2 separate regions of the Triticum aestivum genome follow, and region 2 is linked to region 1. A link is a contact called in public Hi-C data. All regions are on one chromosome and are shown on one strand. The core of a region is the stretch at or near the end of the contact, and the rest is flanking DNA. Distances in the headings are between cores, read along the strand shown. Region 1 holds the start of LOC123062000 (serine/threonine protein kinase OSK1). Region 2 holds the start of LOC123062001 (receptor like protein 29).

Region 1 (4,654 bases), core at 1,520-4,019:
GGGACACAGTATTTGTTTATGTATCCACACATGTATTTAAGTTTCCGGTCAACACAATTCTAGCATGAATAATAAACCTTTATCATGATTAAGGAAATATAAATAACCATTTTATTATTGCCTTTAGGACATATTTCCATCAGGAATCTCGATGGGACCGACTGGAACAACTCGGTCGGACCGATGTGCTAGGACTTAGGGCAAACACCATCTCGGTGGCGCCAATTGCATCAACTCGGTGGGACCGAAGTGAGGCAATAAGCAACAGATAATCTGTCAAGCCAACTCAGTGAGACCGATTGCATAAACTTGGTGGGACCGAAGCGAATGCAATAGATCAAAGAACGCTGGCAAGGCCATCTCGATGGGACCGAGATCCGTATCAGTGTGACCGAATAGTTAGGGTTTCTGGCAGTGGCTATGTCATATGAACTCGGTGGCTTCGGGTAGAAAGAATCGGTGGAGCCGAGTTTGGAATTTGTCTAATATATTTGGATGGAGAAAGTGGCTAAGGGTTTTCGAGGAATATCACTAAGCACTTGAGCAAGTAGACCATTAAGCAACACATCATCCCCTTTTAATAGTATTGTCTTTCCTACGGAATCAATGTGATCTTGGATCACTAAAATAAAGATGAAGAGTCTTGAGCTTTTGCCAATCTTTGTCCTTAGCATTTTGAGGGATCCACATCTCTAGTCCATTCCATGCCAATCATTGAACATCCTGAAATATTTATCTTAAATGGATATTAGTTCAATGAGATATATGTTGTTATGAATCATCAAAACCACCCAGGGATTAGTTGCACTTTCAGCGGCAAAATCGCCACATCAAAGAGAAGGCCGCAAAGGAGAAGCTGAAGAGCGTCTGGCCGCCGGTGGGCTTGGTGGTGGCGATGGGCGTGGTGAGCGTGGCGGACGAGGAGGTTGGCGACGAAGAAGAAGATCAAGCTCAAAGAGAGGAGGACCATGATCCAAGAGAGGAAGGCCGCACTCGAGGAGAAGAGGGTGAAGATTGCCGCTAATGCGGAGGACACAAAGATGTTGACATGGAATATCGACTCTTTGGATGCCAATGCTAGAATTATCGTGCAATCCGTCCACTATGAAATGTTGGAGCGGCAGAAAAATGAGTTGGTGGCGGACGCGGAGGCTGCCTACGCGGCGGCGGTACCTCCTTGATCGGGGAGCAAATTGTTGTGATGGCCGATCCGGCAGGGCAGAAATGCACGGACTGCCGGACTGATGTTCTTTGGATTCGGGCATGTAAAAACTAAACATATTTGCCTCCTTTTGGTTTTGATCTGGGATGCGATCCAACGCGGGTGTGATCCGGCGCATTGTGTGGATCAATGTAGATTTGAACTTGAATTTGCTGGCGGACATATACATACTACGGTTGGATGGCAGTCTCTCGCATCAGTGTCCGCAGAAGGATGCGAGAGGAAAATTGCGGGTTGCCGTTGAAGATGCGCGGACCATCCAACCACAAATTTTCGTTGTACTAGTAAGAGCATCTACAACCGGACCCCTCAAACCCGTCTCAAACGCCCGGCCAGGCCGCCCGGTCACGATTTTTTGATCCGGACGGGCCTTTCAAACGGCCCTCAAACGCCCGGGCTGACCGGCACCTCCATATCCAGCCAAATAAGGGGTGGATATGGGGGCGCCCGGGCACGCCCGCCATGTCGGACCCGACAGCCCGACCCCACTCTAAATTGCACCAAATCCACCAAACCCTTCCTCCTCCTCCCGCCGCCCTCCAACCATTTCCGTGCCCGGACCCTCGCCGGTCAACATGGACGGGCATTTTTCGGTGAGGGAGAGCAAGGAGGAGTGGTACAAGCTCATGTTGGATGCGCAAAAGGAAATGATGGAGTGGGACCGGAATAGGACGAAGAAGATGCTCGAAATTGAGAGGGAGAAGATTGAGTTGGAGAAGCAACAAGCGGAGATCAAATGGTAGCTTGAGAAGGCCAAGACATTTGGCGACATAAAGCTTGAGGAGGAGAGGTTGCAACTCGCACGGGACGTGGAAGATGCGAGGATCATGTTGGCGGACGAGACCCTCTATGGTAAGCATTTGAAGAAGTGGCTTGCGGACAAGAAGATGGAGATCAACGATCGTAGGAAGTGCGAGGCGGCGAGGGCAGCTGTGGCTCGGATGCAGTTGGAGGAGGCGGCCTGGATGCAGGCGGAGCAGGACGCATTCCGCTCGAAGCAGGCGCCGAGCCAGTGATCCGAGGCCATCCGTCACGCTCGGACATTGATTTTATTTTGCCATGTCCGGTTTGCTGAACTATTATGATTTGCTTTGCTTTGCTTTGTTTCGAATTTTGACCTTCGGACAGTTTGTATCGTATGATCGATGTGCATGGATTGTATGAATTTAAGGGTCAGAATTTGCGGTATGTGGATGTGCAACGCAACATTTGAGACGTGACCGGACGCGTTCATGGGCATTTGAGGGGTCGGATTCGGCAGCTGTAGGTGCTCTAATTTGGTCTCTACGGTGTCAGATATTCTCTTGCTAAAAAACCCCGGACGTTAATCGCAGCTGAAGCGAGTACCGACACTGTTGAACCCGTGGCGCTCACCAAGCACCAACGCACCGGGAACGAACCGTCCCGTCGCGTCGCGTCGCGTTCCCGTCGCATCCACCCGGCGGAAAACGACAGATCGCGATGGAATCCTCCCCGTCCCACGTCCTCTGCCCGTTGTCTGATTGGCCCCCCACCGCACCATCGAGCCGCACGAACCCGCGCGCGCCACGGGCGCGCGCGGTCCCACCCGCAGTCGCCGTCGCCGTGGGGCCCTCGGTGTTGCGGGAATCGAATCTCTCCTCCCCCTCCCCCCTCCCTTTCCCCCGGTCCCGTGAGCGACGCATCGCTCTCCAGTCTCTCCACCCCCCTCCTCTCTCTCTCCGTCCGCCCTCCGCATCTCCGCGCCGCCGCTGCCGCTACGCCTCTCCCCGGGAAGCCTCGCCGGCGGCCAGGTAGGGGATCCCGCCTCGCCGCCTCCCCCTCTCTCCCCCTCGCGCGCCCCTTCCCGCCCGAGAATTCCGCGAGGCGCTTGGGTTTTTGGGCGGACCGTGAGTTTTCGTTTCATCGCTCCAGGAGTGAGCGGGATTCGCTCGCCACCTAGCCTGCAGATCCGTGAGCTCCCGAGCTTAGCATGGCTTGCTGGTTTTCCGGCGATGCTGTGGGTCTCAGGTTGAATTGGGCAGGAAGAGCTGGAGCTCTGCTCTGGGGGCAAATGGTCCTTCTTCTTTCAGAATTAAGCATTTCTGCCTGCCTTTTATCCCCGGCCGTCGTAGGCTTGGAGTTGCAATTCAGCACACGGACCAGCTGGATCTGTCCTGCTTAATTGGAACAGCCAGCGCGCTTTATTCATGCCCGCCCGTCGTTTCCATGTGAAATTTCGTACTAGTAGTGATTTCCCGGTCTTCGTTTCCTGAAGTGTACTTTGGTGTGATTACGATTAAGGTGGAAGATGGAGACAGGCGGCAAAGATGGCAACCCTTTGAAGAATTACCGTATTGGGAAGACCCTGGGGATTGGTTCGTTCGGGAAGGTCAAGATTGCCGAGCATATAAAAACTGGTCACAAGGTGGCCGTCAAGATCCTTAACCGCCGGAAAATCAAAAACATGGAGATGGAAGAGAAAGGTTGATAATTTTTCTTGCTCTATCTATTGAGCTCTTTCAGTGAGTATAGAGTTTCCTATTCTGTACATATTGGGTATATAGTAGTATGCTGCTGTTGTAGTAATTGTCGCTCATAAATGGAAAGTTGGCATGCTACTATTCTTCTATTAATAACATATACTCCCTGTGATTCAGCCGTTGTAGTAATTACCATTCTCATAAATGGAGTGCTCCTGTTTTTCTATCTTTGCATGATGTAGAAAATTGTGAATGCAGCACCGCTCTTGATTATAAATGTTGTATAGGAACTGTTTAAGAAAATATTCACTGCTCAAGTGCCAAGCACAACAAATGCTCTCGTCTTACATTTTGAGACAGAGGGAGTATCTTATATAGTTGTTTGGTCTAAAATGAAGCACTCAAGTTTTTTTTTTTGCATTGTTCTCTTGCAGTGAAAAGAGAGATCAAGATATTAAGATTATTCATGCACCCACATATCATCCGCCTTTATGAAGTGATAGAGGCACCAGCTGATATTTATGTGGTTATGGAGTATGTTAAGTCTGGTGAATTGTTTGATTACATTGTTGAGAAAGGTAGGCTACAGGAGGAAGAGGCCCGCCGTTTCTTTCAACAGGTAATCTCTCCTTTATTGTCTTGAACCCTTTATTCTGAAGATTCTACTCAGCGTCCTAGTTTCTAAACTCTAAAGTTTGGATTAAGCTTTTTTTTTTGTTCTTGTTTGCCACTTATTTTGATGATGTATCAGCAATGGCATGTGAAAATATAGTTTGCTCGGAAATTGCAGAGTGCAGACACAGTAATGATGTTTATCATTCCACTTAGACCCTTAACGTGACGGGTTACTTTGTTTTCTGTCTTTGTACAGATCATATCTGGTGTTCAATATTGCCACAGGAACATGGTGGTGCACCGCGATCTAAAGCCGGAGAACCTTCTTTTGGACAATAATTGTGATGTTAAGATTGCGGATTTTGGCTTAAGTAAT
Region 2 (4,654 bases), core at 756-3,255, 520 kb before region 1:
TTCTAATTCTAGCTTAAGGCCTGTTCCCGTTCGCTCCACTCCGCGGAGCTCCAGGAGCTCGGTTTGAGCTGCTCCGTGGAAATAAGCTGCAGTTTCCTCCGCTCCGGGGGCGCAGTCCAGGGATCGGAGAGGAACCGAACAGGCCTTTAGTAACATTGATTTGTGGAAGTAAAACACTCTCTGCCAGAGCATCATATGTTCAAGAAATACTGAGCTGGCTGGCGTGCTACTAGCTACTACTCCAAACAATGATCATTCTACACCAGTTAAAACTCGTGATTGGACAAGTTGCATGGTTTATGATCCATGATCACAAGATGATGAAGTTGCAGGTCCCTTCAGCTGCAAGCCTGCAAGCATCACATGGCGTCTTGCTTTTGTAGGGAATCCTAACTTGATCCATCACCTCGACCTGCCATACGGCGGGCAAGCACGGATGCACGCCTTCCCACTATTGGATGAGCCAGACATCTTTACGTCACGTTGGCCAGGACGTGTTGTCACGGCACACACCCGAGTGAGCGCATGGTACAGGCCATAGCCTCGTACGAGCTCACTTTTGCTCCGCCTTGGTCTGTGTGGGCTAGATAATGCACTTCTAGCAGACCAGCATGTGCTTTCTTGCAACCGTGCGACTTTCTGTCTCATCGGACTCTTACTTTTGCTTCTGCTTATTAGGTTTGTTGCTATCGATTGGAAACACGAGTATTGAGCAGAAATTGCTTTTGGAGTCCGAGCTCATGGAGGACTCCAAATGCAAAATTTAAAATTCTTGAAAATTCATATTTTTACAATCCAGAATAGAACTGGAAAAAATACATAGATAGATGAAGGCATAGTGCATAAGTGTGTAAATTTTCAGAACAAAATACTCCCTCCGTCCCAAAATTCTTGTCTTAAATTTATCTAAATACGGATGTATCAAGTCACGTTTTAGTATTAGATACATCCGTATCTAGACGAATCTAAGACAAGAATTTTGGGACGGAGGGAGTACGTTGAAACAAGGGTTGTGCGAAAAAGACAAATCTGGGGCTTTTTAACGCATGATGCTATTTATCCTTTTAGACATGGATTTGTCTTTTTCGTACAGGTCGCATTTTAACGTATTTCATTCCGAAATTTTACACATGTACGCCTCACATCATTGTTTACTTGTACAAGCAAATTCAGAATTTTTTTTGAAACCGAAATTTTGAATTTTTCAAAAAATCGGCATCCATAGAGGCCGAGAGCTAACTAAAATGCCACTCTCAGTATGAGCTTCTTTAATGCCTTCTGAAATGTTTGAGTGCTACTACCTCTGAGTTTAAGCTGAAGCGTCAAAACGTGTTACATTTAGAAAGAAAGGGTGTACTGCATTTTGATTTTGATATTTACATCTGACTATCTGAGTTCCTTTTGTTTCGATGCTGCTAGTACTCCCTCCGTCCGAAAATACTTGTCATTGAAATGGATGTATCTAGATGTTTTTTAGTCTAGATACATCCATATTCATCCATTTTGATGACAAGTAATTCTGGATGAAGGGAGTATTATTTTTGTTAATGCTATGTTTGCTATTTGCGGAGATGGCTTATGAACTTCTGCCGACCGAACAAAACATGTTTCCTTTCTGTCACTTACACTTAAATTAAGTACCCTTCTCTGCTAGCTGTGTCAGCAGCACCACGCCTTTCTGATGGATGAACACCAACACGCAGGCATGCCATGCAGGTATTACTCGTCCAAAACTCGCAGCGCTGAGGCCCCTCTCTCTTGTACTTGGCCTGATAACCCAGTTTTACCCGGCGACTTAACTAGTGCCTGACCAGTCAGCCTATCTTATGTGTAACAGTAGTAGTACTGCTAGCCCCCGTCCTTCGGTAGCGAGGACCATATGCGCGGTTCCTTGTGGAAAACATGACGTGCCACACTGCGTGCACTGCGCTTTGGTGCCTCCCACTGTGCGGACAGCAGCCTCCTGTGCGCTGCTCGTACCGCTAAATCGTGCGAGGCCGAGGTTCTTCCCGGCGTCCCGAACGCAAACCTCTCTGCACGATGCTCTCTCTGCCCATGGCCGGTCACGTCACGTCAATCACCGCACCGCGCACTGGCCCCATCTGCGTCGCCCACGCGGCCGACCCCTGCTGCTCTTAAACCCCGGGAAAACCACGCTCGTCAAACGCATAGCCTCGGAGCAAAACGGACGCCACGATGCCGGCCTCCATCGCGGTCTTCCTGTGCCTGCTCTCGGCGGCCGCGGCCATGGACGCGGCGGAGAGGGAGACGCTGTTCCTCGTCATGGACGCCGTGTCCTCCGACCGGGACTGGCGCTCCGAGAGCCCCGACCCCTGCGGCGCGCCCTGGCCGGGGCTCGAGTGCAAGCCGGCGCCGGGCACCGCGGCGCCGCTGCACGTCACGCGGCTGGACTTCGGCGTGGAGCCCAACCCGTCGTGCAAGGACGCGGCCGCCTTCCCGCCCCAGGTGCTCACCCTGCCCCGCCTCCAGTCCCTCTTCTTCGTCAACTGCTTCAACAACCCGGCCGCCGTCACCGCCCTCGTCCTCCCTTCCGCCAACCTCTCGTCCTCCACCCTGCAGCAGCTCAGCATCCGGGCCAACCCCTCGCTGTCCGGCGTCATGCCGCCGCAGCTCGTCAGGCTCAGGTCCCTCCAGGTGCTCACCATCTCCCAGAACGGCCTCGTCCGTGGCGAGATCCCGCGGGGCATCGGCGAGCTCAGGTCGCTCGTGCACCTCGACCTCAGCTACAACTCCCTCTCCGGGCCGGTGCCGACCCGGATCAGCGAGCTCAAGGGCTTGGTCGGCCTCGACCTCAGCTACAACGCGCTGTCCGGCCCCATCCCTGGCCGGATCGGCGACCTGCGCCAGCTGCAGAAGCTGGACCTGAGCTCCAACAACCTCACCGGCGGCATTCCGGACACCGTCGCCAACCTCACCTCCCTCACCTTCCTGGCGCTAAGCAACAACGGCCTCAATGGGTACTTCCCTCCTGGCCTCTCCGCTCTCCGGAATCTCCAGTACCTGATCATGGACAACAACCCGATGGGCGTCCCGCTGCCGTCCGAGCTCGGCAGCCTCGCCCGTCTTCAAGAACTCCGGCTAGCCGGCTCCGGCTACTCGGGGCCGATACCGGCGGCGTTTGGACAGCTGGCGAGCCTGACGACGCTTTCGCTCGAAGACAACAACCTCACGGGCGAGATTCCCGCGGGGCTGAGCAGGCTGCACAGGATATACCACCTGAACCTGAGCAACAACGGGCTGGGCGGGGCCGTGCCGTTCGACGGCGCGTTCCTGCGGCGGCTCGGCCGCAACCTCGACCTCAGCGGCAACTCGGGGCTGTGCCTGGACGTCGTGCGGGACGTCGGCGTCGGCGTTGCTGCCTGCCATGGCGGCGGCGGCGGTGATGGTTCCTTGGCGCGTGACTCGGTGAGCAGTGCTGCCAGGGGAGTGATGGCGAGAGGCTCCACGGACAGTTTCCGGTTTCGCCTGCTCGGCCCAGTGTGCGTGGTAGTGATCTCCTGCATCTTTTTTCCTCCGAATGGGTATGCGTAGTGTTGACAGGATTCGTGTGTTGGTTACTGCCCATGTACGTACTTGTGTGTTGTAAAAGTTTTGTAATGCTAATTTGTCTACGGCGAGGCTTGTAGCAGAGTTGTAGAAAGCTGTTGACTCTCAGGCTCGAGCACGGCGGTTTATCAGTCGCCGTAAGTTCATTTCCAAAGCGCCCCCTCCGACGTGCTGCGCAATCTATCGAGGGCCTATATTGGATCCGCCGAGCAGTTCAGACATGCTTTTTCACGAAAAACCGAGATAAACTGGGGCTTTGCGGGAGTCCGAATAGCAGACACGTAGACCTGGAACCGTGCGCCTCCATGTTCTTCTTCGTTTTTTCTCTCTTGTCCTCGCCACCGCTCACCATCCCGGCCGTCCCGCCACACCCCTGGCAGAACTCGACGAGTCTGTCACCTTTAACGGTACACTCTAACTCCAAGCCGCTTCTCTGTCAGCGTTCCACACATCTCCTTCGACCGTCGCGCAGGTACCGCCAGCTCCTACGATACTCACATCTCCTTCGACCGTCGTGCAGGTACCGCCAGCTCCTACGATACTCACCTTGCCTGGCAACTTTTCGACAAAATGCCCATGCTAAGAGGATGTTTGGATTGGTGTTGTGCCCGACCAAAACTTTGGCGTTGACCAAAGGGCTGGCAACCATTTGGATGGGCTCCAATTATTTGGCTCGCCCCAACACCAATAAGCTTTAGCATTCAATTCGTGACCAACTTAGGCTGGTCACAATGGGCAAGAACATAAGCTAGTAACTTCACACTTTCCTAGACTATGTTACTACCACCATAGTGGGTAGGAACATCTATGTAGTGCCATGCAACGATGTATTTATTAGGTTATAGACTCATTGTTTCTTGGAGTGTGTGATGTTCCGGTAACTTAGCTAGTTACCACAAGCACATCTCTCTTCACTAAATACGTGCCACATAAGAAAAGTTGTATTGAAATGTGTGATGTTACTCTTAAGTTCCTCCCCACTGTGACCAGCCTTATTGGATAGGCGTGGGCAGCCGATTCCTCCGCCAAAATATTGGCACACGGCGCACGCCCCTCGTTGGTAGGGCGAGCAGGGGCCAACGTCTCT

What was found. Hi-C and Micro-C count contacts between places; a contact is called where the count stands out from the background.
Region 2: a Hi-C map of leaf shows a contact between it and region 1, with 3 times the contacts expected there. The contact joins the promoter of LOC123062001 here to the promoter of LOC123062000 in region 1. A contact is called at or near these places in 3 of 5 Hi-C or Micro-C datasets (all in leaf).

The regions. Positions count from the first base shown.
Region 1 is chr3A:522,397,945-522,402,598 of IWGSC CS RefSeq v2.1, reverse strand. LOC123062000 (serine/threonine protein kinase OSK1) reads left to right here and starts at 2,769. Exons shown (of 11, transcript XM_044485295.1): 1 at 2,769-2,994; 2 at 3,485-3,666; 3 at 4,098-4,282; 4 at 4,535-4,654. The coding sequence starts at 3,492.
Region 2 is chr3A:522,917,068-522,921,721 of IWGSC CS RefSeq v2.1, reverse strand. LOC123062001 (receptor like protein 29) reads left to right here and starts at 2,005. Exons shown (of 2, transcript XM_044485297.1): 1 at 2,005-2,466; 2 at 2,581-3,675. The coding sequence starts at 2,197. The coding sequence ends at 3,552.